Regions from separate parts of the Mus musculus genome. Here regions 1, 3, 4, 5 and 6 are each linked to region 2. Evidence: chromatin contacts called from public Hi-C, HiChIP or PLAC-seq and promoter capture Hi-C data. All regions are on one chromosome and are shown on one strand. The core of a region is the stretch at or near the end of the contact, and the rest is flanking DNA. Distances in the headings are between cores, read along the strand shown.

Region 1 (3,096 bases), core at 265-2,764, 1.0 Mb after region 2:
GAAGAAAGAGTCCATCATGGCGAGGAGACACAGCATGAAGTGGCAAGCATGGCGGGAGGAGCTGGAAGCTGAGAGACCACATCTTCACCCTCCAGCACAAACCACCAGAGAGCAAACTGGAAGTTGAGTGGGACTATAAGCAATCACTGTCTACTAGTGACACGCCTCCTTCAGCTAGGCCCCACCTCCCAAAGAAACCCCAAAGCGCAAGGCCAACTCAGAACTGAGTGTTCAAATATCTGAACTTGTAGGAAACAATCTTACCCAAACCACCACCAAGTCCAACCTGACTTTGTTTACTTCAGATGCAGAGTGTGTATTTTTATGCATGAAATAATACTACATTATGCTGGGTCACCTATGGGGCGTCCTAGTAAGAGGCACGTGATGATCTTTCCTCCCACAACTTGTGGTGGTACTCCTAATCATGTGATTATAAGCCTGTTCCCTGAATTTCTGTATCATACCTTTCTTATTTTGTGATTAATGCATTACATGAGAAGTGGGTTATTTTGAGACTACGTGCTACACCTTACCACAGGCTTGTCTTCTGGTTTTAGCATCTTTTCATTGGTTCTCACCTAAATTGATTCACAGAGAATAAAAGTCTTTTTTTTTTTTTTTTTTTTAAGCACACAATTCAGGTACTGGAGAGATGGCTTAGAGGTTAAGAGCACTGGCTATTCCTCCAGTGAGAAACAATGCACCCATTAACTGTCTGTTGTCTTCCACACTTCCCTTATTCCCAACTTCCACCAACCACGAATCCACTCTGTTTCAGTTAAGCAGTTGTAAACCAGCCAGTTGTTGGTGCTGGAAACCAAAGGCCAGTGTTGGTGCTGGAAACCAAAGGCCAGTGTTAGTGCTGGAAACCAAACTCGGGTCTTCTGGAAGTGCACCAAGTGTTGTAAGCTCGCTTGTGCTCTCTCTCTCTCTCTCTCTCTCTCGCCCCTGACTCTATGGACCTGCCTACATAGGGCATTTCACATAAAAGTAGTCGTATGGTGTGTGACTCTGTGTTTTTATTTCATTAATGTGCTTTCAGGGTTTACCTGTTGTCTTGTAGTTTTAAACTAGCGGTGTTTTATTCCTTTTTATATGCTGCAATTATCACTGTGACTCTTGGGAGATGCTGATCTAAATACAAATTTCCGTCTAAACTTATGAAGGTGATATGGTTTTTATCATCCTTTGGCGAGTTGCTTTTAAAGAAAACTGCTCCATTGTCGTTCCTTTTATCAGATGAAAGGGACTATGACGACCGCCTTTCTTAGGGTTTGCGGAATCCTTGCTCGTTTCCACTCTAACAAGGCAGTCTCCGATTTTAAAGAGCTACAACGACCACCTCTCTTGAAGTGTGCACTATCTTCCCTCCTTTCCGATGGACGCACCGAAAGCTCGCCTCTCTTTCCAGCTGTCATCCCACGAGCTCCTCCCTCTCCTTAAGCTCCCCCCCCCCCAGGAGGAGGAAGTGACGCACAGGAAGTGTCCCGATCCCCTTACATTGGAGGAAGGAATCAAACTCCCAAGATGGCGGCGGCGTCTGAGGAGCGGATGGCTGAGGAAGGAGGCGGCGGCCACGGCGACGGCGGCTCCTGTTCGGCTGCCGGCTCCGCTCAGCGACAGCCCCCGGCGCCCCCGTCGCAGGCCCCGCCGCCCGGGTCCCAGGCACCCGCCGCGCCCGCGCTGGCACCGGACCACCTGCCCCAAAACAACACACTGGTGGCGCTGCCCATCGTAGCCATCGAGAACATCCTCAGCTTTATGTCCTACGACGAAATTAGCCAGCTCCGCCTGGTGAGGGCCGAGGCCTGGGGAGGACCGGCGAGGGCGGCGCGTTCCTGGGGAGGGAGCCCCGCCGGCTCGGGACACGGAGCGCGCGCGTCCCCGGCAGCCGGGAAGTGGCGCTGGCGACGGCCGGCGGGGTGCTTGCTGCTGCCGCGCTGGCATCGCGACCGCCGGGCGGGCGAGGCTCCGCTCTGCGCCTCGCCCCGCCCCGAGGGTCTCCTCGCCCCTAGCCCGGGACGCGCCCGCCTGCGAGAAGTAACGGAGCGGGGCTTGGTGCCCTCCGCCCGGCTGGACCGGCGACAGGGACTCCCGAAGGGGCAGGCGCCTGCCTCGACTGCCCGCTCGGGCTCTGGAGTTCACTCCCAAGTGGGCAGAGGATCCCAGCCAGGCTTGGGTTGTGTTGCAAGAATAGTGTGTATTGTCCCTCCAACCCAGGCTTTCTGCTTGAAAAGGATGAAGGGGGTTTGGCTGTCCCCCCCCCACCCCCCCCCGCTCCCCCTTGAGCCCCAGTTGCGGTTCTAAGATTGCAGTTGTGTTGTGCGTTTAAAACCCCAGAGCCTTAGTTGCTCACTAAAGTAGAGCCCTGGGAGATGATGACCTGACTGGCTTTGCCTCCCTGACACTCCTTACTATAGCGAAGCAACTTGTCCCCTTGTCAAGCTATTACCCCCTCCCGCTTGTTTGCTTTTTTTTTTCAAATGTGCTTCAAGCCCACCCTCCTGCAGTCGGAGTGGTTTACTTATTATACCCTAAAAATAACACATTGTCCTAGCCAAAATTTAAAAAGAAAAAAAATTGCCATTGGAATTTTACTACATCCCTGAGGTTTGACCGAAGATTTGATGAATTACTTGGTTCAGGAAGATATCTCACTTCCTACCGGGGTATTTCCCCTTAGGTGGTTAGGAAATTGGAGGAGGTGGACATTTTGAAGTGGTTGTGAGCTGGTTTGATGTAGTCACTTAAATGTGCTCGGGATTGTTGATAAAAGGACAAAGACATCTTTCTGAATGTGCTGTGTGTGGCGGTTACTTATTCATCGCTATGCCATATTTTAGCCCTATTCTTCCATCTCTAAATTGACCAGTATTGTGTTTCAAAGGAAATCATCTTTAAAAACAGCTTGCAGTCATTCATTCAAACTCCGGGGCAGGTTTTGTGTGTGTTTCCCCACACTCTGTGGAATGGAAAATTTCTTCTGTTTAGAGTAGGTATTTCAGAATACAGTTGTCCTAGATTTTCAAAGCATCATCCTAGGATTTCGTGTAGAGTGGTAAATATTTCCTTTATATTTTATAAAGCTTGGTA
Region 2 (3,261 bases), core at 138-2,637:
TTTAAATCAATATCTCATGCTATTTTATCCGTCTTTTTCTACCAATGGAATGTTATTTAATTCTATTCTGTAGACATAAGAAGACGTTTAAATTACTTTGGTGTGCTTTCATACCCCGGTGGCACCCAGAACAACAGGAAACAGTGGGGTGAGAATGTAGTCGCTCTGACAGATATGTCCCCATCTAACAATAAACGTATCTGCAGATTTGGTGTTGAGGATGCTGCTGTGGGGAGAGCACTAGAGGTCTGAAAGAACTCCATGGAGTCTGTGTGTGTGTGTGTGTGTGTGTGTGTGTGTGTGTTTACATCGGGACTGTGGTTCATGCAGCAGATTGTTGTTGAGCACATCACAAGACCCGGGTACCTCCCTAGGCAATGAAGAACAAGCGGAAACAAAACAAGTTAGAGTGGGGATGTAGCTCAGCACTGTCGGTGAGCACGCCCAGACTCCAGCACCACATAAACAATAGCTCCTATAGAGTTATTTGAGGGGTGGGAGGAGTGGGCTGCTCTATTTGAGTGAACCTAACAGAAGAGGGGAAGAAAGCCAGGAAACAGGATAAAGGGACAGAGAGACAGGGCAGTCTGTGGTAAAGCCATTGCATGTTACTTGGAAATACGGAGTTATAAGGAAGCTTAAGGAGAACATTGAGACAGTAGCTATTGGCAACATGAGGGCATTCGGGTGTGCCACGGAGTGGGTCTGGCCTACAGTTCTGTCAAAGGAGATGGAAGCTGAACACGTTGGTGCTAGACTAAATGACTTTATGTTCTTATGTCCTTTATGGACAGCGACAGGAATCTGAAGATCGTGGGCAGAGGATCACTGTCCACCACCCCTCTCCTTAAAGGATGACACTTTCTAATTTACTGTCTCACCCACTACTCCACTGAACTAAAAGAGAGCCATGGAGGTCCCAAAGAACCCCATGGAGTTTGAAGTGTGTGTGTTAGGGTCGGGGGTTGTGCATGGATCAGTTACACACTGTGTCCAGTCCTGTGTGGGACTTGGCGGTTCAGAACTAAAAGCGGTAGTTGGAAGAAGTGATGGAGAGAGATGGCTGTTTAGCATGGACCAGAAATCCGAAGCTGTAGGAGGAAGACGAAAAACCTGTTGGGATGGCGCTGAGATGCGGAGTGACGAACCTGGTGACGCGGAGGGTCGTCTGTGAAGGCGCCCGAGTCGAGGCTTGCGATTGGGCGAGGGGAAGGTGCCTCTGACGGTCGTCAAGGTAGCAGTTCGGGAGGGACGCCAAGGCCTCCTCCAAGTCACCGCGCATCCCTTGCTGAGCCCTTGCTGACGTGTCACTCGCAGCAGCCCGCCTCTTGGGCGCCTCCCCCGGCACCGCCCGCTCCTGCCCCGCCCCCGACACCGCCCGCCGGCGGCCTCCGCGTCACCCGGGCCCGCGGTGGCCACAACATGGCTGCGGCGCCGGGGCTGCTCTTCTGGCTGTTCGTGCTGGGGGCGCTCTGGTGGGTCCCGGGCCAGTCGGATCTCAGCCACGGACGGCGTTTCTCGGACCTCAAAGTGTGCGGGGACGAAGAGTGCAGCAGTGAGTCCGGGGTGGCGGGGCGGGCGGCCGGTTCCCGGGTGGCTGCGGTGGCTGCGCGGGTCGGAGTCCCACAGCCGGCACCTGGCCTAGGGGGTCGCAGGCCCGCGGAGCCCGCGCTGGTACGCTTTACTCGGCTATCGCCCGGCTAGCCCTGCCATAGAGGCCGTGCCTACCACTTGTTGCCGGATTTGCTCTCTGCTCCTCTGACCCTGCCGGGGGGCGCCGCAGACCCAGCCGGGTTTCCAGGGTGCTGCTCTCTGCTTCCTTATCCCCGCACTCCCCTTGGGCTCCCAGGGTGATGGGGTGGCTCGCCCCCGCATCCTGGGCGCCCCATGCTGCAGCCAAGAGCGTTTTAACGCCGGCCGCGGGGACCTGGGTCCACTCAAGACCGAGATCCACGCGCTTAGAGATCTGGGGCGCAATCCTAGCGGCCGATTGACGGCGGGGTTCCTCCAGAAGGCACCTCGGCGCTGCCCTCTTGGCTGCATTGGGACCAGCTCACATCATCTTTGGAACCAGAGGAACTGGAGTTTAGGTTTGGGATGAATCCCGAGGCCAAGCAAGCAGTGCATTCTGTGGTCTCCCCGGTTTTCTCCTTCAGTCCCGTCGCTCTTTTGCATAGAAGCCTTTTGCCAGCTCCCAAGCAGGGCTGCGGGAAGGTCAAAATCTTTCGTTCTTTAACCAGCCAAGTTACTGCACCTGTCACTACCTGAGAACCGCAGCCGCCTTCTCTGTGCGCAGTCGCGCCCTAGTCCTAGGTTGGAGGTGCCAGGGTTGGAGGTGGGCCATGGGGAAGGTTAGGATTAGAAGAGGGCTACTACTGTAACGGTGATAATAAATACTCCAAGGGTCTCAGGAACCCGTCCAGCCCTTTCCTTAGTTCCCTATGTTGCTGGGACTTACTCCTACCCAGAATAATACTGTTTTTAGGTTGGTTTCCAGAAACTGTAACTCACTGACGATGTCCTTCACAAATCACAGCAGTCCATTCAGAAAAGTATTCATTCTAAAAGACTAAGAAGAGTGCAGGTTAGCCATTTGTATTTCAATTGGTGTTATGAAAAAAAAAAGGAAAAAGCAAAATGCATAACTTGAATGGTTTACTCCAATACCATTAAAGAAAAAAAAGGGGCGCCTGTAATTTATGTCGCTGAGATTCTAGGTCCTAGCTGTAACCCAGGGCCACTGTAAATAAACAGCGAAGGTAAAGCAACCACGAAGGTAAAGGCACCACGGCGACTTCTCCCTTTCATGCCCTACTACCATTTGGTGCCCTACTACCATTTGGTCATTGACTGCTGTCAAGCGTCTTCTGTTCTTTGCTGTCAGGCACTGTCCTACCTGAGTTCCTCAAAGCGTGGGAGGTCCGTATCACTGATGCTGCCTCAGAACTGGGGCTCAGGGTTGGAAGAGTTCCGGGTTATAGTGTAACTTGAGGAGTGGCCCAGGCCCAAACAAATGTAGCCAAACACAAGAGGCAATGATAGAAGAAGCAGGGCCCAGGTGTGTGTCGCTGAGAGGAAGTGCTTGTGATGGAGGTGTCAGGTGTCAGGAGAGGTGTCACTCGGTGTGCATGTCACTCATAAATGATAAGTGGTACATACTGACATTGATACGTTACTGTACCTTCTCAAGAATCTGAGGAGGGGACCAGAAACAGTGCTGTTTCCAATCTGAGTAGAATCCCCAGTCCTAAGTTCCTTTAG
Region 3 (3,427 bases), core at 745-3,244, 1.5 Mb before region 2:
AAATGACCCTTTCATTAGGGCCACACTTCAGACACCTGCTTATTAGATATTGACATTGTGGTTCCTGACAGTAGCAAAATTATAGTTATGAGTAGCAATGAAATAATTTTATGGCTGGGGGTCACCACAACACGAGGAACTGCATTTAAGGGTCTCAGCATTAGGACGGTTGAGAACCAGTGCTCTAGAATTTGTAGGTAACCCATATATAGGTCATTATAATACTATATAACACATACTCCTGGGAAGAGATTTAAGATGCTTATGAGATGCTAATGCATGAAGATGTAAGTGGAAATGTGGCTACACACACACACACATGTGCACACACACATGTGCACACACACTGGTTTAAGCAAATGTTTTTCTTAAAAAAAAAACCTCTTCTCCAGCAGGTGGCTTAGTCCTACTTTGGAGGGGACAACAGATTGGCCTCCTCAAGAGGCCTTGGACAGATTATGTCTTGATGCAAAGAACCATCCTTTGAAAAATAAACCAACTCCCATCCTATGTAAGAAAGTCTGTTCTTATCCCAGTAGTCTGCTTGAATGAAATTTTTACAAAATAATGGCAGACATCAGTTAAACTGTGAAGCCTGGGTTTTATCCATCAAGTAACTATTGACAGAGTGTGTGTCTGTAGTGGGGATGAGCTCAGATCTAGTAGGCATTGAGCTTTTCAGAGGGAAAGTGAAGGGGCAGAGAAGGGGGGGGGGAACACGTGCTACATGGGTAGGCTCTCTCAGTCTGTGTCACCTATCAGAAGCAAACACACTTGCTCTGCCAGTTACAGAGGTTGGGGCTCTGTCCTGTCTTTCCTCCCATGCAGAAGTCTGTCGTCTCTGGTGACTGTCCACGCAGCAGAATTCAACATTCTAAGCCCTTGGCTATTTTAAAATTTTTATTTTTATTTTAAGTATGTGGATGTTTTTGCCCGCATGTATGCCTGAGTACCACCTGTGTTCCAGCTATCTGCGGGGGGCAGAGAGAGTGGGGGTCTGCAGGGGGCAGAGAGAGTGGGGGTCTGCAGGGGGCAGAGAGAGTGGGGGTCTCTTGGCACTGGAATTGCAGACAGATACGATCTGCTATGTAAGTACTGGGAGTCCATCTGGGTGCTCTTAACCACTGAGTCATTTCGCCATTTATTTATTTAGCGTTTATTCTCCCCCTGTCTCCTCTTTCTGTCTCTCCATGTACACCTCCCACCCTCTCCTCTCTCGTGTCTCTTGTCTCAGTCTTCCCCTCCCCTTCCCAGTCCCCCTCTCCTTCTCCCTCCCACTCTCTCTGTTTGTTCAAGAAATGGTTCCCTCCCTTCTATCACATGGCTCCCAGGGACTGAATTCGAGATGTCAGTGTTGGCAGCCAGGACCTTTATGGGTTGAGCGGCTTTCAACTGATGAGTTAATCATTGATGCTTCTGAGACAGGTCCTGGCCATCAATAGCCCACCGTGATCTTGAACTTGGGGCTATCTCTTAGCCAAAGCCTGACATTTGGATTCCGTTTAGATCGTTGTCTGAGAAAAGTCGACCAGAGTCCTCTATTCGGACCTCAGCAAGTGGTAAGCTCTGGCAGCCTTTCCCTTCCTTGCGCTGTCTTAATTGGCTGGTGTACCTGTAACCTCAGGTCACGCTGCCAGAAGCCGCGCCAGTAGTTTTGTCTCTACCTGCAGAGATGGAAGCCGAGCGTTCCAGAGAGTTGCGCGATCTTCGGGAGACCTATCCCAAAGTTGTCCCCAGGAAACATTCCTCCATTCTGCTTCATTTCAGTGCAGCAGCTTCTTGCACAATTGAGTGTGCTCCTTTTAGAAGCAAAAGGGTTAATGAGTGTAGCAGGTTGAAGAGTCATGGGGGGAGGGATCACTTTAAAGGCGGACAGAGACAAAGTAAAATGAAAGTGACCACCCCACGCTGTCACCCGCGATGGGCGTGGGCCAGGCTCCGCCGACACTGATCTGGACGTGAGCAGCATAAGTTTGACAGGCAGTGCGGCTGCGCCAACCCTGGCTCCTCCCACACTCCCGGAGCCTTAAGCCCCGCCTCGACACCGCGGCCCAGTAGCCCAGGCCTGCCCGGGATAGTGTAACATGGGTTCCTCCAGCTCTACGGCTCTGGCTCGCCTCGGCCTCCCTGGGCAGCCGCGGTCCACCTGGCTCGGCGTCGCCGCGCTGGGGCTGGCTGCGGTGGCGCTGGGGACCGTAGCTTGGCGTCGCACGCGTCCCCGGCGGCGCCGGCAGCTGCAGCAGGTGGGCACGGTGTCGAAGGTTTGGATCTACCCGATCAAGTCCTGCAAGGGGGTGTCGGTGTGTGAGACCGAGTGCACGGACATGGGGCTGCGCTGTGGCAAAGTGCGCGACAGGTACGCCGAGCCCCGCACTGCACCGGGCGCGAATGGGCCGGGGCGAGGGAGGTGGGGCCTTGCCTATCCTTGCTCGGAAGTGTGAGACCTGGAACCAGGCGCCCCTCGGTGAGTGCAAACTTTGTGAGCCTGAGCCTGGAGCAAGTCGAGAGAGGAGTTCCGTACTGCAAGCTGTGTTCTCCCCAAACCTAGAAAGTAAGGGTTTGTTGCTTCTGGGAAACACACATATGGGAAAGAGATGACAGCAGTTACAGCACGGTGCACATTGACGAGCGTGTTCAAGTTGAAATCTAAGTTTGCAAGCCCAAATATGTCTGTGGGGAGACCTTCCGGGAGGAGAATTTTAGTTTTACCACATGCAAATTTACTCTAAAGCGAAACAGAGCGCCTGGATTTCGGCCCCCACCCCTTTCGGCTTCACAGAACTGAGGCTTGTTGCCTGAATTCTCTGGGCTGTCGAGCTTTGATCCTTTAGCTGCGAAGCCCGTGCTTCTGGCTAAAGTAGTTTTGGAAAACTGAGTTGGAGCATTCCTGGAACCCTGGGGGGTGGGGGGGGGGGGGGAGACTCCCCTGTCAGCTGTCCGTACAGCTCTCCTAACTGTAGGACACTAGAAATATAAAATGCCATTGGCTGAGCGTTTTCAAGAACATCGGGCCTTCCCTCTAGTTCTGGTGACCACTTGAACGAGTAAGGAGCAGAATTACACGGTTTGCCGGGGGTGGGGCGAGGGAGGGGTTGTGGTAGATGGCGATAGAGAGCTAGTCACAAACGGGTATGAAATAATAATAAAGGAGGTTAGAATAAAAAAAAAGAGTTTAGTTCTGCTACAGAATAAATTTATAGATCAGGAATTCCGCTCATGGATTTTCCATTCCTCATTGGCGGCCTATGTTTGCAATGCTGGGAGGTTTGGGTTTAAATTATCATTTACTGAGGGCCTGGGGATATAGCTCCGTTGGTAGGAGAGAGTGTTTGCCAAGGGTTCGTGAAGCCCTGAATTTTATCCTCCAGCATCCAAGGGAGGCATGGTGGCACATGCCAGTCATTTCCACACAGGAGGATCAGAAGTT
Region 4 (2,960 bases), core at 426-2,925, 1.4 Mb before region 2:
CCCTCTGCTCCCTGCTAGACAGGATTTCCGGCCCCTCTCGTCCCAGGCACCATTGCCCTCAACTGTCTATACCCCTCCATTCCTTGATATAGTTAGTACCCCTGTCCCTGATACTGGGACATCATAGCCTGTGATTGATTAGCCATCGATTGCTTTCGAGGAAAAAGGCGTCCGCTAATGATGACAATACCGGCGACCAAGGACACGAAGCTGTTAGACATTAATCCAAGAGCTCACGCCAATCCTGAGCTGATAGTAGCCTGGCAGTTCCCTCACGGCTTCCAGTTTTTGGTATCTTATTGCTGAGGGGAAATAAGCCTGCCTTGGAATATCATTCCGGAGACACTTACTTGGACAATCGAAAACAAAAGATTTGGTGGTTTCGTTATTGTCATTATTTTATTTTCTTCCTGAAATGTGCAACAACCGTTCATCTAGGTGGCCTGTGGTCTGTTTGGGAGAGGGGCGGGGAAATCCACTCTGACTATAATTTAAAAGAGAACGAATTCTTAAAATAGAGATGTTGATGCGACAGAAAATTCCCAGTGCACCTAGGCTGAGTTCTAAAGACCCTAGCAAGAATGGAAGGCGCTGGCTGTGGAGGCTCGGACAGTGCCTCCCTCCAACAGGCCAAAGCGGATCCTGGAAAAACTGCAGCCGAATTAAAAGTAGGTATTTAATCTCAAAGGCAACCGCTCCCTGGCACTTGCAAAACATAGGACCTCACGTGACCAGGGGATGTGGTGGCCGCGGAGGGTAGCACTTCCTACAAGGTGCAGAGAGGGGACACGCGTGCCGCTCTTCTGGGGCTGCACTCCTTGTTGGTTCCGAGGCTCAGGGTAAAAGTTTGGCTGTTTCTAAGGGAGACGTTTGGAGCCATCTATCTTATTTTTGTTTGAAAAGTCACTCTTTCAAGTTGTCACTGGAATGACAGCTCCGAATAAAACTAATTTGTGGTCTGCCCTCCTCCTGGCTTCTTGGAGCAGCTCTGGTGAGCTGAGAAACCAGCGGATTACAGTAGACTTGGGTCGGGATTCTGGGCTGTAGGGGCGCTGAGAGGATGGGGCCTTTACCTAGGACTTGTGATAAAAGCACCTGGGTAAAAGCAGAGAGAAGGAAAGTCGCATGAGAGCGGAATACGGAAGGGACAGCCTGCGGACCGCCAGCGTGGTCTGCTGGGGTGGAGGTTGGGGGTGTACTACAGCAGAGTACGGGAGCCTCAGTGATCCCCCTCCTCCGCAGCTCCAGGAAAATTCCGGAGACCGGCTCCGAGGCTCTGCCGCTGGCGGGTCCCCGAGCTGCAGGGGACAGAGGAGAGCCAGAGGCCCGAGGAGTCTCGACCCCCAAGCGGCTCCCAGAGACGCTCAGTACTCAGCTTAGCCCACGCTGCCGCAGAAAACACTTTGGCGTGGCCAGGGCGTGGCCGAGCTCGGCCACGCCCCCCTCTTTCCCAATTCCCCTCCACTCCGGAGTCCCATTGGTCACGAAGACGTCCAATGAGCGCACGGATCAAGGTCCTACCCGGGGTCTGACTCGAAAGCTCCTGCCAAAACTTTGGGAGTTTTTAGAGAGGAGTTTTTTTTTTTTTTTTAATTTTTTTCCTTTTTTTTTTTTTTTTTTTTTTTTAAACTAACGGATCATTATTGTTGTTTTAAATTTAGCTCTTAGGGCTTAGCTGTTTGGGTTTTTCTTTCGGTGTCGGGTCCCTGTCTCCCCGGCTTCTGCGGAGTAGCAGAGCGAGGCCGCGCTCGCCTTGTCGCCCCAGCGCCTGGCGATCGCCTCCATCCACCCGGCGGGGAGCGCGCCCGCCGCGCCGCCTTTCAAGCCAAGCCAGGGGCCCAGGCCGTGGCGGGCGGCGATCGGGCCCTCGCCTCGTCCCTCGGTGGCGCTAGGGCTCCCCGGTTGGCCCTCCGCTTCAGGGCGGGCGAAGAACCGAAAGCAGCTCGGGCTCGGCTGGGACACCGCCTCTGCCCGAGCGCCCACCCACTTCCCCACTCACCCAGGACCCCGCCGGGATCCTGCCAGGATGTTCGCAGCCGGCCTGGCTCCCTTCTATGCTTCCAACTTTAGTCTCTGGTCAGCCGCCTACTGCTCCTCGGCGGGCCCGGGCGGCTGCTCCTTCGCCCTGGACCCAGCCGCTGTCAAGAAACCCTCTTTCTGCATCGCGGACATCCTGCACGCCGGCGTCGGGGAGCCGGGGCCCGCTGCAGAGGGACTGGTGGGGGCCTCGGCAGCCCTCACCGCACACTTGGGCTCCGTGCACCCGCACGCCTCCTTCCAAGCTGCCGCCAGATCCCCGCTCCGTCCCACCCCGGTGGTGGCGCCCTCAGAAGTCCCGGCTGGCTTCCCTCAGCGGCTGTCTCCGCTCTCTGCCGCCTTCCACCAGCATCTCCCGCAGCAATCACCAACGCAGCAACAGCAACCGCAGCAGCAGCCCCCGCCTCCACCCCGGGCGGTCTCCCTGCAGCCACCGACTTCGGGGACGCGGGTGGTCCCCCACCATAGCGGCTCCGCCCCTGCCCCCTCCAGCAAAGACCTCAAATTTGGTATCGATCGAATTTTGTCTGCGGAATTTGACCCAAAAGTTAAGGAAGGCAACACTCTGAGAGGTACGTATCGCTGGAAGGCCTCAGGCCTCACCACCACCCATGAGGGGCCTGATGTCAGGAGGATTTGGGGTGCGTTTATTTTTAAGGACAGAACGGTAGAATGAGGGCGAAGAAAACGAAATGAAGGAAAACTTAGTGACATGTAAAAGTCAGCTATCCCATGTTTAAAAACATATCTTCGTGTTGCTTAAACAGCATAGAAACGGATGACCATACTCTGGTTGCTGCAAAGTTTTGCAAAAGTGTGTATTATCCATCTTTTGAATGAAATATCTGCAGAACGACCTAGATCTTTCTGACAAGGAAATCTCAGCGTGGGGACACTTTGCATTTATTTGATTTCCAGTATTT
Region 5 (3,208 bases), core at 608-3,107, 1.1 Mb after region 2:
CTCCAGCCTTTTACAGTTTTAGGCAGTACCATAGCATAGCACAACACAATATAGCTAGAATATGTATTTTACTTCAGTTGTCTTATTTTCTCCTTTAGTGTGAACCTCTGGGAGAAAAGCACTATTATAAAAAATCATAGGGGTTTTGGGTTTTTTTCTTTTTATTATTTATTTGTTTAATTTATTTATTTGGTGGTGGTGGGTTTTGAACCCAGCATCTTACTGGGCACTTTATCATTGAACTCTGTCTCAAGTCTTTTATCTGTGTTGGGTGTGTGTATATGGAGGAGGCTGGGTTTTATCGGTGCACTTGCTCTGTAACCAAGGCAATCCTGGAACTTGTGATCTCTGCCTTAGGCTTCTGCTCAGTTGGGATCACACACAACTGGGCTAACATGCCCGGCAAGAATTTCTTAATACCTTCACCTACCCAGATGATACTTTAATTAAATAGCATCACATCAGGGGCTAGAGAGATGGTTCCGTATTTGAAGAGTTCCTACTGCTCTTGCAGAGTTCAGTTTCCAGCACCCATGGAAGGTGGGGTGTCTTTCAACGGCATGTAACTCAGCTCCAAGGGATCTGACACCCTTTTCTGGCCTCTGAAAGCAACTGCACCCAGATAGATAGATCTTTAAATAACATCACATCATTTTAACCCTTCAGAATAAATAAGACTGATACATCACAGCTGGCTAGTTTATCCTTTAAGTCCCTGTTAATTTGTTGGTTTTTTTTTTCTCCTTTATTAGAGAACACAAAATTCCCATATCGTTTCCTACAGTGAGATCTTGCTGATGGTATCCCATAGTTTAGCAGATTCCTCTGTAGTTTGTAGTTTTCTATACATGAGCAGTTGTACTTCCAAGACTTGTCAGACTTGGATGTCTGTCTCTCTGTGTCCCCACCTCTCCCGTTGTGGTATGCATGTGCAGTGGTGTGTGTCTGTGTCTGATTTATACTCATGACCACTTGGCTTCTTTAGGAAAGTCATCTGGTCTGCTAATCCCTAATCCTGTAATCTTAATCTTAATTAGCAGTTCCTTTCACTTCCAGGCTCCACGGAGAAGCCAGGGCTCTTAGTCCATCCACCTGCTCGGCCCGTGCTCCAACTCTGTGCCACACCTCTAATCCCTAAACCTCGTAAGTGAAGAAATGATAGGCATTTTGAAATCAAATCTCCCCTGCCTCCCACAGGAAGTTGCGGGTGATCACTTCTGTGACACGGGAAGATGCATGATTGAGCAACCATTAGTGTAGGGAAACATCAGAACCACCAACTCCACCCCATCTCTCCCTTCCCTTTTCTTTACTGCATTGTTCAGACAAGTCTGAAATTCCACTGGGAGGCAAGGGCAGGCCCACCGGCTGGAGGATAACCTAGGCTAGGTAGTGAGAACCTACTTCAAGAAACAAAAGCAAACATATGGGGCGGGAGGGGTGAGGAGGGGCGAAGACGGGAGAGAGGGGAGAGAAAAGCAAAGAGAAAAAAAAAACTTTTTTAAAAATTAGATTTTAGTTGCCACACACTCCAAATCTCTGGAGGTTTTAGTTCCAGAAGGCAACCAAACAGGGCTCGACAGATAATTTGCTATTAAAAGTTAAGCGAAATATGGGCTCGTTGCCACTTAATCAAAGCCAGTGATCTTCCGAACTCAAGGAGAGGTAGCCACCCCATGTACTCCACCCACTGAGGCGCTAAAGCGAGAGCCTTATCCAGCCGCAAATCTTTCCTTCTCTTTTCACCTTTTCCCAGGCTTCGTGAGCCTACAAGGTTCTTGGCTGCCGACCCAGGTCCCGCCCATCGCCTCCCACGAGGGGCGTGGTCATTGCGGGGCGTGGCCTGAGGCCCCGCCTCTGCCCGCGTCCCCGCGGCTTATCGACTAGAGCCGGGCCTCGAGCTGCCGCCGTCCGGACACGAGCCGGAGGCAGAGCGGGTCCACAGGCCGCAGCCATGGGTAGCCGCGTGTCCCGAGAGGAGTTCGAATGGGTCTACACGGACCAGCCCCACGCCGCCCGGCGCAAGGAGATCTTAGGTGAAGACTGGACCCCGTTATGTGCGCGTGGCCGCGTGCGGGCCCTGAGCGGCCTCCCGTGCGCGCCGTGCGAGCGCGGCCTCCGCGGCCCCTTCCAGCCGCTCCGCTGCTTGGCCGCCGGCGCGGGCTCCGGGCGGGCGGGAGAACCGAGGGATGAGGGATCAGCGCGCCGCCGCTCGCTGCTAGCCCTTCGATGGTCATGTGTTGGAGGCCTCCGCCGGCCTGTGAGCTGAGGGTCCCCAGGTAGGGCGATCCGGACTCGCCCCTCCTGCTCCGACAGTCGAGGGTGACCCCCGCTCCTGGTGGAGCGGTAGGCTCGAGCCCGGACGCCTGCTTGGCTCAGGGCGTGGTCCAGGGGCATCCCCGGCCCCGGGAGCCTCAATCACGTGGTCCAGTCAGCTGCAGGCCTAGCGGGGGACCAGGTTCGGGTGACCCTAGGCTTCCCAGACCGGATGGCTCCTGTGAGTTTTTATTCCAGTGATCTGCGGGACCGGCTGCATAGGAAAGGCGCGCAGCTTAGCCTCCCGGACCTTAGGACAGGCTAGGCCTGATTTAGGAGAGTATGGGGGGCGGAGGGGGGGTTTCCACGTGAGATAGAGAGGTCTCTTATCCCACGTAGGCTGCTCTTAAGAATAAGGACAAATTGTTGGGTATGAGCTTTGCATATATGAACCAGTTCAATTTTTCCTTTCCAGTACTTTGCCTGAGCCGGCATTTTAAAAGATGAAGTAATGTTTAAGAAGATTCCAACATCTTCATAATTAGACTGCAGCCAAAGAGTCTGCCTTTTTTCTTTTCTTGGTGCTAGATATAGAAAGTTGTTTTAGTTTGTTTGTTTTGATTTAATTGAGAGAATCAATGAAAGGCCTTTTAATATGAGGAACTGCCTCATATCCACCATTTTCACACTCTTTCTTAAAAATATTTGCCTAATGGGGGAGGGGGCGGCGAGGCCCTGGTTTCTGCAGTAGTTGCTAAACTTAGACATTACTTGTTTCGCAAATCAGAGTGACTAGCTGCCGTTCAAATGGACTTTATTTTTCTAGTGGAATTCACGTTCAGGGGATCCCTGGTGCTAGTAAGTTCTCTACCATTGAGCTGCACCCCTGACTTCTGACCTGGAACTTAAATTGAGTGAGCCTCAGTCATTATCACCAGCTGTGCTGTCAGGT
Region 6 (3,283 bases), core at 284-2,783, 1.4 Mb before region 2:
GTCTTTTTATCTTCCATGGAATGGAGGAGACACAGCAAAGTGAAAGACAGGCAGGCTGGACAGTGGGAAGAGACCCAGCAATTGCAGTGTTGTTACTGTCAGCAAGTCTCCTTAGGCCAGGCCCTCAATCTGTTCTGGTTTTAGGTTCTAGGGATTGAATCCAGGACCTCATGATGCTTGGCAAGCTTCTACCCTAAGCTCTGTCTCCAGCCATCATTTTTACTTATTTCTTCTTCTTTTTCTTCTTCTTCTTCTTCTTCTTCTTCTTCTTCTTCTTCTTCTTCTTCTTCTTCTTCTTCTTCTTCTTCTCCTTCTCCTTCTCCTTCTCCTTCTCCTTCTCCTTCTCCTTCTCCCTCTCCCTCTCCCTCTCCCTCTCCCTCTCCCTCTCCCTCTCCCTCTCCCTCTCCCTCTCCCTCTCCCTCTCCCTCTCCCCCTCTGTGTGTGTGTGTGTGTGTGTGTGTGTGTGTAGCTTGTATGTGTATGGTCCCCACATAGGCCAGAAGAGGGCATCAGATCCCCTGGAGCTATAGTTGTATTTTGTTTTTGTTTTTGTTTTTTTGGTTTTACGAGACAGAGTTTCTCTGTATAGCCCTGGCTGTCCTGGAACTCACTTTGTAGACCAGGCTGGCCCTGAACTCAGAAATCCTCCTGCCTCTGCTTCCCAAGTGCTGGGATTAAAGGAGTGCGCCGCCGCCACCACCGGCCGGAGCTATAGTTGTAGACAGTTGTGAGTCGCCTCGTGGAAGCCAGGAACGTAACTCGGTCGGATCTCTGCCAGAGCAGCAAGTGCTCTAAAGCAGCCATTACTTTTTGTTTTGAGGCAGGGTTCCCCTAGGACGTTCAGGTTGGCTTTGAACTTGGTAAGCCTTGAACTTCTGATTCTCCTGTCTCAGTCTCCTGGGTAGCTTGGACTATATATATCACTAGACATGGCTCTGATCCTCATAAAATAGGAGATGAGGAAAACTTAGATGAGTCTACGTGTAGGTCAGATAAAAGACTCAGGAGCTGGCTGTCACCTTTGATCTCTCCCTCACACACTGCGGGATCTCAGACTTCCTTTCTCTCTAGTCTTGAAAGGCTCACACAGTTGCAGACCCATCTCTTCCTCAAAGCACTCTGGGTACTGCGGCTGGTTCTCTGCGCTGTCAGAGCCCCTCCCTTGGGAGGCTATGTTTGTAGAAAGAGTAATGGACCCAAAACACAGAGTAAGGGCAGGAAGCGGCAGCGTGGGGGTGATCACAGCGTGGGAGTGATCACAGGGGCCTGTACTCACCTCCTGATCTTCTGCAGGCTTCTCTAAGCCCAGCAGTCGGGCCCTAATTGCTTCTAATAACCAGGGAGACAGTGCTACCGGCCTAGGTGTCTTCTCCTATCTCTCCCTGAGATTTAAAGTGCCACGGACATAGTGATTTACGCCCTTCCCGGGACAGGTGGTCATAAATCGAGTAGGAGAGTTCCGGGTGCACGGGTATAAACCACATGAGCACGCAGCCCTCCGGCGGCAACTTGCTGATGTCCGGGAGATGGCGCTGCTTTGCACTGACTGTGCTAGGCAGGGCAGCTGAGCTCTCACCCACCTGCCTGACCGACTGTACCCAGCGGGGCAAGCGAGACAAAGCGGTAGAGGATTAGTCCAGCGAAGGACTGATGCTGGATAGGCTAAGAGCGTTCTGTCACCGAGTTCTGTCCTAGCATGCTTGGGATCTTGAGGTTTCAGGGGGTTTTGTTTTGTTTTGTTTTATGTAAAGATCTATTTATTTAATATTTTTATGTGTATGGGTATTGCCTGAACGCATATATACGCACACCACACGCATGCCTGGTGTTACGGATCCCCCACACCACCACATGCATGCCTGGTGTTACGGATCCCCCCGGAACTGCAGTTACAGACAGTTGGGACCTTCCATGGCGTGCTGTGAATTGAACCTGGGTTTCCTGGAAGAGCAGCTATTGCTCTTAAATGCTGAACCGTTTCTCTAGCCCCTGCTTTTTTGTGGGTTTTTTTTTTTTTTGGTTTGATTGTTTGTTGTTTTGTTTTCTTTTTTGTAAGAGGATTTCACATAGCTGGAATAAAGCAACTTGTATCATTTTTCAATAGGTGACCAGGTCCTGACCACAGGCCCCAGCAAACAAGCCCCTCCACATCTTGCTGTATCTATTTGACACTTGAGAGTAAGAGAAGTCAGAAGAACTTTCTATTCCCCCACTTCCCTTTGCTTTGGCCCCCACTTGCTCCTGCCAATAGGGGCTTTTTGGTTTGTTTGTTTGTTTGTTTGTCTCTCATTATAGGTGGTTGTGAGCCACCATGTGGTTGCTGGGATTTGAACTCATGACCTCCAGGAAAAGCAGTCAGTGCTCTTAACCACTGCTCTCACCAGCCCCCAGAACTTTCTATTCTTAAGGCTAGCTGCTTTCAGTGACACTTAACCCAACCCCATTGGTAGCCCAGAGTGGGGACAGTGTCCATGTGTCAACCCTTTGGGAGCTGCCACATGATGCCTAACTCAGAACCCAGCCCTGAAGGTGGACAGTGAGGCCTCCGAAGAGAGGTGGACCTAAGGCTGCCCATCGCTCTGGGATCTCCACATGGGGAGTGGCTAGGGACCTTGCCTGTGGTCAAGCCAGGTCACTGGTGTGAGCACAGAAGGCAGTGTGACTCACACCTGCTCCTCACTCGTGTACAGCACTTTACAATGGACTCGGCTCACACCATCATGTAAGGATGGAGACGTCTGGCAGGAGGAAGAGTTGTTTGTTGATGGTTGTTTTCAGTGCTGGGAGGAAACCCAGAGGCTCAAACATGTGTGCTGTACCCCTGAGCTACAATGTCCAGTCCAGGGACCTCTGTTTAGGATAAATAACATCTCTTAGGGACTCTTACTGATCAGAGTAATTGCATTTTTAGATGCACCAAAATGAAATACATGAGTCTTTTTGGGGGGGGTGGGGGTGGAAATGTAATTTATTGCTCAGTATGGTGGCAGCTACTTGGAGGCTGAGGCCAGAGGACTGGCACAATTTGAGGTTATCCTGGTCTACATAGTTAAGTTCCAGGTCATTCTGAGCTACAAAGTGATACATTATCTCAAATTCTAATTTAATATGTTCTTTGACAACCTCACACATCTATGTAATTATGGTGCTATATCTCAAGGTCTTGAGTGCTAGCCTAGAACACATAAGGACCTCCATCTGATCCCCAGCACCTCCTAAGCTGGCCAGTGTCACACAGGCCTGCATATGCAAAAGATATGCTGATATGCGGATATCTGTATCT

What was found. Promoter capture Hi-C pulls out the DNA fragments that hold promoters and counts their contacts. Hi-C and Micro-C count contacts between places; a contact is called where the count stands out from the background. HiChIP or PLAC-seq counts read pairs in DNA pulled down with a chosen protein or histone mark.
Region 1: a contact with region 2 is called in a promoter capture Hi-C map of hippocampal neurons, with 17 times the contacts expected there. The contact joins the promoter of Fbxo28 here to the promoter of Mia3 in region 2. A contact is called at or near these places in 8 of 39 promoter capture datasets (the 3T3-L1 cell line, the C10 cell line, hippocampal neurons and 4 more) and 1 of 115 datasets of contacts at active chromatin or transcription factors (pancreatic cancer cells).
Region 3: a promoter capture Hi-C map of pre-B cells shows a contact between it and region 2, with 43 times the contacts expected there. The contact joins the promoter of Mtarc2 here to the promoter of Mia3 in region 2. A contact is called at or near these places in 7 of 39 promoter capture datasets (the 3T3-L1 cell line, the C10 cell line, HPC-7-derived erythroid cells and 3 more), 1 of 15 datasets of contacts at CTCF or cohesin (large pre-B cells), 2 of 484 Hi-C or Micro-C datasets (the N1E-115 cell line and cortical neurons), 13 of 115 datasets of contacts at active chromatin or transcription factors (the 230-238 cell line, bone marrow-derived macrophages, cardiomyocytes and 9 more) and 1 of 9 other capture datasets (liver).
Region 4: a contact with region 2 is called in an H3K4me3 HiChIP or PLAC-seq map of embryonic forebrain, with 6 times the contacts expected there. The contact joins the promoter of Hlx here to the promoter of Mia3 in region 2. A contact is called at or near these places in 5 of 39 promoter capture datasets (the 3T3-L1 cell line, the C10 cell line, hippocampal neurons and 2 more), 1 of 15 datasets of contacts at CTCF or cohesin (large pre-B cells), 5 of 484 Hi-C or Micro-C datasets (Th1 cells, cardiomyocytes, cerebellum and 2 more), 16 of 115 datasets of contacts at active chromatin or transcription factors (acute myeloid leukemia, astrocytes, bone marrow-derived dendritic cells and 12 more) and 2 of 9 other capture datasets (adipose tissue and liver).
Region 5: a promoter capture Hi-C map of liver shows a contact between it and region 2, with 7 times the contacts expected there. The contact joins the promoter of Degs1 here to the promoter of Mia3 in region 2. A contact is called at or near these places in 4 of 39 promoter capture datasets (hippocampal neurons, liver and pre-B cells) and 2 of 115 datasets of contacts at active chromatin or transcription factors (astrocytes and embryonic forebrain).
Region 6: a contact with region 2 is called in a Hi-C map of CD8 T cells, with 7 times the contacts expected there. The contact joins the enhancer-like site here to the promoter of Mia3 in region 2. A contact is called at or near these places in 1 of 39 promoter capture datasets (embryonic stem cells), 2 of 484 Hi-C or Micro-C datasets (CD8 T cells and the G1E-ER4 cell line), 8 of 115 datasets of contacts at active chromatin or transcription factors (embryonic forebrain, embryonic hindbrain, embryonic limb bud and 4 more) and 1 of 9 other capture datasets (adipose tissue).

What each region holds. Positions count from the first base shown.
Region 1 is chr1:182,340,024-182,343,119 of GRCm38.p6, reverse strand. It overlaps Fbxo28 (F-box protein 28), which reads left to right and starts at 1,514. Exons shown (of 5, transcript NM_175127.2): 1 at 1,514-1,797. The coding sequence starts at 1,531.
Region 2 is chr1:183,367,691-183,370,951 of GRCm38.p6, reverse strand. It overlaps Mia3 (melanoma inhibitory activity 3), which reads left to right and starts at 1,387. Exons shown (of 26, transcript NM_177389.3): 1 at 1,387-1,555. The coding sequence starts at 1,423.
Region 3 is chr1:184,844,475-184,847,901 of GRCm38.p6, reverse strand. Mtarc2 (mitochondrial amidoxime reducing component 2) reads left to right here and starts at 1,994. Exons shown (of 8, transcript NM_133684.4): 1 at 1,994-2,356. The coding sequence starts at 2,085. Gm34451 (a long non-coding RNA gene) reads right to left here and starts at 2,055. Exons shown (of 2, transcript XR_865818.3): 1 at 1,665-2,055.
Region 4 is chr1:184,731,208-184,734,167 of GRCm38.p6, reverse strand. It overlaps Hlx (H2.0-like homeobox), which reads left to right and starts at 1,675. Exons shown (of 4, transcript NM_008250.2): 1 at 1,675-2,609. The coding sequence starts at 2,027.
Region 5 is chr1:182,281,450-182,284,657 of GRCm38.p6, reverse strand. Degs1 (delta(4)-desaturase, sphingolipid 1) reads left to right here and starts at 1,857. Exons shown (of 3, transcript NM_007853.5): 1 at 1,857-2,036. The coding sequence starts at 1,955.
Region 6 is chr1:184,791,566-184,794,848 of GRCm38.p6, reverse strand. The region is part of intron 6 of Mtarc1 (mitochondrial amidoxime reducing component 1); the gene reads left to right. Among named protein-coding and RNA genes, the nearest start is that of Gm51725, 12 kb to the right of the region's middle. Within about 2 kb of position 1,533, at least 71 of the 459 cell types and tissues checked have an H3K27ac peak or open chromatin away from gene starts, as enhancers often do. A contact at or near this core is called in CD8 T cells, where this site is marked.